Linked DNA regions of Rattus norvegicus: region 2 is linked to region 1. Evidence: chromatin contacts called from public Hi-C data. All regions are on one chromosome and are shown on one strand. Each heading gives the region's core, a stretch centred on a gene start, on an enhancer-like site or on the middle of the called end of the contact. The rest is flanking DNA. Distances are from core to core; before and after follow the strand shown. Region 1 holds the start of Ece1 (endothelin converting enzyme 1). Region 2 overlaps Ece1 (endothelin converting enzyme 1).

Region 1 (3,352 bases), core at 105-2,604:
GAGGCTCTGGCTGTCCTAGAACTTGCTCTGTAGACCAGGCTGTCCTTGAACTCAGGGATCCACCTGCCTCTGTGATGGGATTAAAGGCAAAGGCCACCGCCACTGTCTGGCAATTTGTTTGTTTTTAATTACGTGTATGTATTTGCCTGGGGTGGAGTATGTGCACATGTGAATGCCGGTGTTTGTAGATGCCAGGATAGGACATTGGATTCCTTGCAGCTGAAGTTACAGGCAGTTATGAGCCTTACCATACTGGTGCTGGGACCCTCCACTCCCCCTACCCGTGTAAGAGCGATACAAGTTCTTAACCATTTGGCCATCTCTCCAACCCTGAGGCCTATCTTAAAAAACAAAAACAAACCAGCCACACAACAAAGTCACACAAACAAAAACACATATTTGCCACACTGACCTCTCTGTACTCAAACTGAACCATCCACAACGTTTTGGTAAATCTCTGCCGTGTCTCTCAACTGCATGCTCGAATGTACATGTACACCAAACGGAACTAACCGGAACTTACCGTCTGCTCTTTCACAGCAGGGGCACAAAGACTCTTTCTGCCACGCCCACATGTGTGCTCAACAGGTCACAAATGCACGGCTCACCCAGTACATAGTTTCCTGTTCTTCCCTTCTCTGCACTTGGGCAGCAGGCATAAGGAGAAAGTTTCTCTACTGGAGGTGTAAGTGCCCAGCCTTCTGGGCATCCATTCCACTCCACTTCTTTTTCTTTTGCCCCTCTCTGAATCGCGCGCCTGCGCGGGTAAACACACACACACACACACACACACACACACACACACACACACACACTAATCCCCAAATATAGTCTTCTGTCTTTCCACATAAACACACAGGCATGTGAAATCCATCCCTTCCCCCTTTTCTGTCTCCTCCTCTCTGCCCTTCTTCCTTCTTGCACACAAACACACCCACAGCTGCAGCGCCCAGGGTCATACTACAGTTGCAGGCGCCAGGCAGGAGACAAAGGTCGCTTAGGCTCCCAGAGCCCGAAATGGGCACAGGTGGGCCTGACACAGGCTCCGTCTGTCCCTAGCGAGGGTCCCAGCAAGATCTAGATTAAGCTGGAGGTTCGAGCCCTCACCACTGGACCCACCGGTATTCGGGGCAGCTAGAGTATCCAGCGCTCCAGCATACCAAGGGTTAAGGAGCCCGCGGGGTGGGGGGAGTCCAACCTACGCGCCTGATTGGTTGTTTCTTTGGGGCCCGCAGCCCCCTCGCTTCAGTATTGGTTCGCGGCGGGCCCCGCCCTCTGGCCTGGGCGCCCCAGCCGCGCGCGCCGCCCCGGCAGCTAGCCGTGCGGTCGGAGCGTAGAGCTCAGCGCAGAGCACCGGGAGCCGGAGCCTTAGCGGGAGGTGCATCCAAAGCCCGGCCGTTCGGAGCCCGCGAGCGATGGTGAGTACGTCCTGCGGCTCCACGCAGCCCCGACAGCCCCGGCAGCCGCGCGGCGGTGGCATCCTGGCTGGTTCGTGGCGAGCTGGGCGTCCCCTGCTGCTGAGGCCCGCGTCCCGCTGTTCGCTAGCTTGGACCCGGGCGAGAGTTGGGGGGTGTCCGGTCTGCGAGGACCTTAGTTCTGGGCTGCTGGTCGGCTCCTGGCATGGAAGACTCGGGATCGCGTGCTGGATTTGGGGGGACAGTTGGTGAGATAGGTTTGGGGTGTGCAAATCCCTGAGCTTGGTTTGGCTTGGCGTGGAGACCGTGGGCAGCTAGGCCGGGTCGATTCAGAGACGTCGGGGTTCAGTTGGACTTGAGCTCACGCCCCGCATAGTTCAAGTGAGTTTGGGATTCGAGAACGCTTTAGACATCCTGGGCACTTTTCTCCTACGACTGACCCTGCAGTGGCTGCCAGGCTTACGGGAAGAGGAGGGATTGCTCAGAGAGGAGGGGATAGCATGAGGTTCCGAGGGTTATCTGGTGTTCCCAGCATCTCCCAATAATGAATCCTCAGAGGAGGGCCCGAGTGCTGCCTCTTGTGGGCAAAAGCACCAGGGTAAAGGGGTCCTTGAGGAAGAGGATTTTTTGGGGGGCTCAAGCCTCAAGCCTGACATCCATCCAATCCAGACCTGGCTGCTTTTGGGAGCTTTGGGGTGGCCAGTTGACTTTGGCCCAGAGCCAAGGCCTCAGGTCACCTCTCCATCACACCCATTTGCTTCTCTCCCTGCGGACCTGATTGCCTCCCCTAGAGCTGGGCTCTTGCCGTGTGCACTGAATCCAGGACACCCTGTGTGACCTGAGGAGAGCGATCCGCCTGGGTTCTCTGCTTTTGGGTCTCAGGGATTTGCCTATATCTGTGATGTCCCTTCCAAGCCTGAGGGGTTCACTGAGGAATGGAGGGGCACCATGTTGAGAGCTGGAGATGCTCCAGCGCCAGCCCCAGGACCAACCCTTGTCTGATCAGAAATTAAGTCCCCCCCACCCCTTTTCTCTCTTACCCACTGGCATTTTTCCCGTGAGACATGATTTGTCTCTCTAGAGCCAGATGACTTAATTCTCGCCCCCCACCCCCACAATGTGCCCAGAGATCATCTTGGACCTGACTTACTTCCCTCATTAAGAATCTCCCAGGCATGTGTTGCCTGCCTGGGTAGTTTCACATCGAGGGAATGGTCACCTCTTGTTTGAAAGCTTGAGGATGTGGGAGAGCTATAAAATAGGGAGAGACTTCGAAGTCAAACATCCTCTTTCTGTACCCCACCCTGGCCTGAGCTGCTCACAGAGAGGACGTTTTCCTTCTTACAAAGCAGCAGAAAGTCTGATGTGGTCTTGAATGCTCTGATCGAAGTGTTTGGGAGGCCGAGGCAGGCAGATTTTGGGTCCAAGGGCAGCCTGAGATTGAACAAACCAACTGACAACCCCTCTGCCCTGGGAACATTTAAAAGCATTTTTTAAAAAAAAAATTTGTTTGTATGAGTGTTTGGCTTGCATGTGTGCCCAGTCCCTGTGCAGGGCTGAAGAGAGGGTTGGGTCTCCTGTAACTGGAGTAATGGGAGCCATGACCTAGGTGCCTGGGACTGACCCTGGGGCTTGTCTGTAAGAGCAACAACTGCTTTTAACTGGCTGAACCGTCTCTGACCTGAAAAGCTTCCCAGCCCTCCAGAAAGACCTTAGACTTTGGCCTCGAACAGATTTGAGTTCTAATCCCAGCTCCTTCACTTCCCCACAGGGACTTTGGTCAGATTGTATTATATCCCCAACTGTGCGCTCTCCCCATCAAGAGATAGATAATGGTTCCTATCTCTCGGGTTGGTGTGGGGATCAGGTTGAGATAAATCCAAGTGAGAGTATTTGGCTCGAACACCATTTGCTTTCTTTTACAACCTTGGGAAGTT
Region 2 (3,380 bases), core at 500-2,999, 85 kb after region 1:
GCCAGCAGAAAGTGGGCAGGAAGTAAGTACACTGGGCCAGAGAGCCAAGAGATATCTTAGCAATGAAACTGATTGGGAGCAAAGGTGGTTTATAGACTCTTTACTCGGCCCCTGCACTCTATCGATGGCTGCTTCCCTTGTGTGGCATGTGATCCTCACGTGGGGGCCACTATTTTTCTTTCTTATTTACGTGTGTGTGTGTGTGTGTGTGTGTGTGTGTGTGTGTATGTGTGTGTGTGTTAGCATATCATGTAGCCCAGGCTGGTCTTGAACTCATAGTGTACCTGAAAAGGATGATCTTGAACTCCTGGTCCTTCTGCCTCTACTTTTCCAATGCTGGGATCACAAGTGTGCATTACCATGCCCAATTGTGTGTGTCTGTGTGTCTGTCTGTGTCTGTGTCTGTGTCTAACTCTTACTCGGTAGCTCTGATTAGCTATGAACATACTATGTGGACCGGGCTGACCTTGAACACACAAAGATCTGTCTGCCTCTGTCTGCAGAGAGCTGGGACTAATAGCGTGAGCCACCGTACCCAGCCCCATACCTAGCGTTTTATGATGCTGGGACATGAATCCAGGGCCCCTTGCATCCCACACTCTAACTGAGCTACATCCCAGACCTTTTGGTACCAGGCTGAAGAGAGAAAGGGGGTCTTACTTTGTAGCCCAGGCTAGTCTCAAACCTCGTCACCAACTCAAGGCCACCATGCCTATCTTTTTTCCCCCTTCAGTACTGGTGACAGAATCACAGCCTCCTACATGCCAGGCAAGCATTCTGTCACTGAGCTATGTCCCTAGCCCTGAGTCTTCTCAGCTCAGTACCTAAAGTAGCCTCCACTGGGCCAGAAAATGTATCTCCAAGGCTCCAGAAGAAAGCACAAGCGCCTGGTGGCACCGTTCTCGGGTGGAAAGGGGCTGGGAGAAGGAAGCTGTTCCCACAAACAGCCATGTGTGTGTCCCACTGGCAGCCATGTGTGTTTTCCAGACCTGTCTTCCCCGCTGGAAGTTTTGCGTGAGTGACACAGAAAACAACCTGGGCTTTGCCCTGGGCCCCATGTTTGTGAAAGCAACCTTTGCGGAGGACAGCAAGAACATAGTAAGTGCCTCTCTGTGTTCAGGGTGCTGGGGATTGAACCCAGGGCCCCACACGTACTAAGGCCCCAGCCCCAGCCCTCGCTGTGGTCACTAACAGTACTGACTGCGTAGAGCTTATGTCAGTCTGTGGTTAACACAGAGTCCAGCGGGAGTCAAGGGCTCGCCCCCTTCGGTCTGTCACCTCGGCTGCTGTGGAGGGCCTCCCCCCTCTTCTCCAGAATCTTCAACCTGTCTCCGACCTCCAGGTCCGGCCATGATGTAGTTACCTTTCCAGAGCTCCTGTTTGTTTCCGTAGCAACCGCAACCTTTTGGAAACTGTCCCTAGATTTCAAACCTCATTCCATTCAGAATGATTTCTGTGCTCTGGTCAGTCTGGGAATGGCCGAGGATTTTAGCCATCACGGAAGGGCTCACAGTGCACCTGCCCATGTGAGAGGCTCTGAAAAGTCCAGCAACAGAGACTGCGTCAACTTCCTGAAAGTCTGCCTCATCTCACTTGACCCCAGTCCTGTTAGCGGGAGGCCAGCCTTGGCTCGAAGGATCCTATAAGGAGAGGATGGGTAGGAAACATGGATCCTCCCTGACCCAGTCCTGAGTTTAGCCTTTGGCCGGCGGTGTCCTTTAAGCACAGCGCTCCCAGTGATGCAATGTCCTTAGTTAGGCACAGGGCTCCCGGTGATGCAATGTCCTTAGTTGGTGATGCCAGAGCCCAGCCCTCACTGGCGTGGCATCTGTCCCTCAGGCCAGCGAGATCATCCTGGAGATCAAGAAGGCATTCGAGGAGAGCCTGAGCACCCTGAAATGGATGGATGAAGATACTCGGAGGTCAGCCAAGGAGAAGGTGAGGCTACCTGGCAGTTCAGATGTGTGTGGATGCCATTGTGCCCTGTGATTCTAGTGGGACTCAGGACATCCTGAAGGCCCCCGTGGCATAGAGTCAGGGATATCCCATAGCAGAAGGGAAAGGACAAGGGGGGTGCCCACCCTGGAAGGGACTAGGCCAACCCTTTCGTAAGAGCCAGCTCCTGTGTTAAGTAACCCTCGGTCCCTCTCATTCCTGCAACCGTGGCTGTCCTTCATGAGGACCAAGGAAGGCTGTGTGACTCGCTCACCTTCCAGAACCGTTCAGCTCAGAATCAGTTACAATGTGTAAACTTTGGGTGACACATCCAAACCATGATGCTCTCTCGAGGGAAATGACATTTCACAGAATTTACCAGACTCCTTCCAGGAAAAAGATATAGAATCCTTAAGGGGGCAGGAGGCTAGCCCTGCCTCTCCTTGGCACGGACCCTGAGCTGGATCCCACAGAGCTGGGGCAGGCTTGGCTAGCACCATTTGACCCTGTTTTACTCCAATCCCTCCTGTCCAGGCGGACGCCATCTACAACATGATAGGCTACCCCAACTTCATCATGGACCCCAAGGAGCTGGACAAAGTGTTCAATGACGTAAGTGGCTTCCGTCTACCCCTCAAACTCCCTGAAGCCCATGTGAGGCAAGGCCACGGTGGTGGCCATCAACCTATACCAATGTGATGTAGGGCGGGGTTTAGGGATACGGGGCATGAGGAAAGTTTCCCCTGTTCCTTTGTGGTCCTGGGTCAGTGGGGGTCCCTGTCTCCCCAGAGCCACCATCAGCCATTGCTCTGTGGTTATTTCTGGAACACAAGCTCTGGGCCTCACTAGGAATGGCGGCTCCAGGGAGGGAGTGGGAACGGCTAGGGCAGGGTGCCTCCGTGGCACAGCATGTGCTTAGAGTGTGTGAGGCCGTAGGTTCCATCCCCAACAGCATGGGGCAGGAAAAAGGAGGGGAGAACAACCGGACATGCCAATATGTGTCTAACCCTAGGACTCCACAAGCTGGGGCAGGAGGAACAGGGTTCAAGGCCATCTTTGGCTACTTGGCAAGTTCAAGGTCACCCTGGACTATAAGGTAGACCCTATCTCAGACAGACAGACAGACGGACGGGTCCAGAGCGCGTACTGCTCTTACGGGAGTTGGGTTCTCAGCACCCGCCTTGGGCAGTTCCTGACCTCCTACAACTCAAGCTCCAGTAGATACGACTCCTTCTGGCCACCCCGTCACACACGAGTGTACAGTAAGCATGCATGCATGTGCATGTGTGTACACATACATTTATTAAGTTTATTACTTCAAAGAAAGTGTTTCTTCAAAGGCACAGTGAGAATCAGCAACCCTAAAGCCTCGAGTAAGCAAAGTGAGCCCCTTACCTGCTGCTGCTGCTGCTGCTCCCAGGCGTCCTCCTGCCCCTGAGCTCCTC

Evidence for each region. Hi-C and Micro-C count contacts between places; a contact is called where the count stands out from the background.
Region 2: a Hi-C map of liver shows a contact between it and region 1, with 2.8 times the contacts expected there. The contact joins the enhancer-like site here to the promoter of Ece1 in region 1. A contact is called at or near these places in 4 of 12 Hi-C or Micro-C datasets (hepatocytes, kidney and liver).

What each region holds. Positions count from the first base shown.
Region 1 is chr5:155,359,677-155,363,028 of GRCr8, forward strand. It overlaps Ece1 (endothelin converting enzyme 1), which reads left to right and starts at 1,355. Exons shown (of 19, transcript NM_053596.2): 1 at 1,355-1,418. The coding sequence starts at 1,416. It overlaps LOC134487019 (a long non-coding RNA gene), which reads right to left and starts at 811. Exons shown (of 4, transcript XR_010066693.1): 1 at 524-811.
Region 2 is chr5:155,444,317-155,447,696 of GRCr8, forward strand. Ece1 (endothelin converting enzyme 1) reads left to right here. Exons shown (of 19, transcript NM_053596.2): 11 at 988-1,098; 12 at 1,840-1,938; 13 at 2,470-2,547. Among named protein-coding and RNA genes, the nearest start is that of Eif4g3, 35 kb to the right of the region's middle. Within about 2 kb of position 1,750, at least 4 of the 93 cell types and tissues checked have an H3K27ac peak or open chromatin away from gene starts, as enhancers often do. A contact at or near this core is called in hepatocytes and liver, where this site is marked.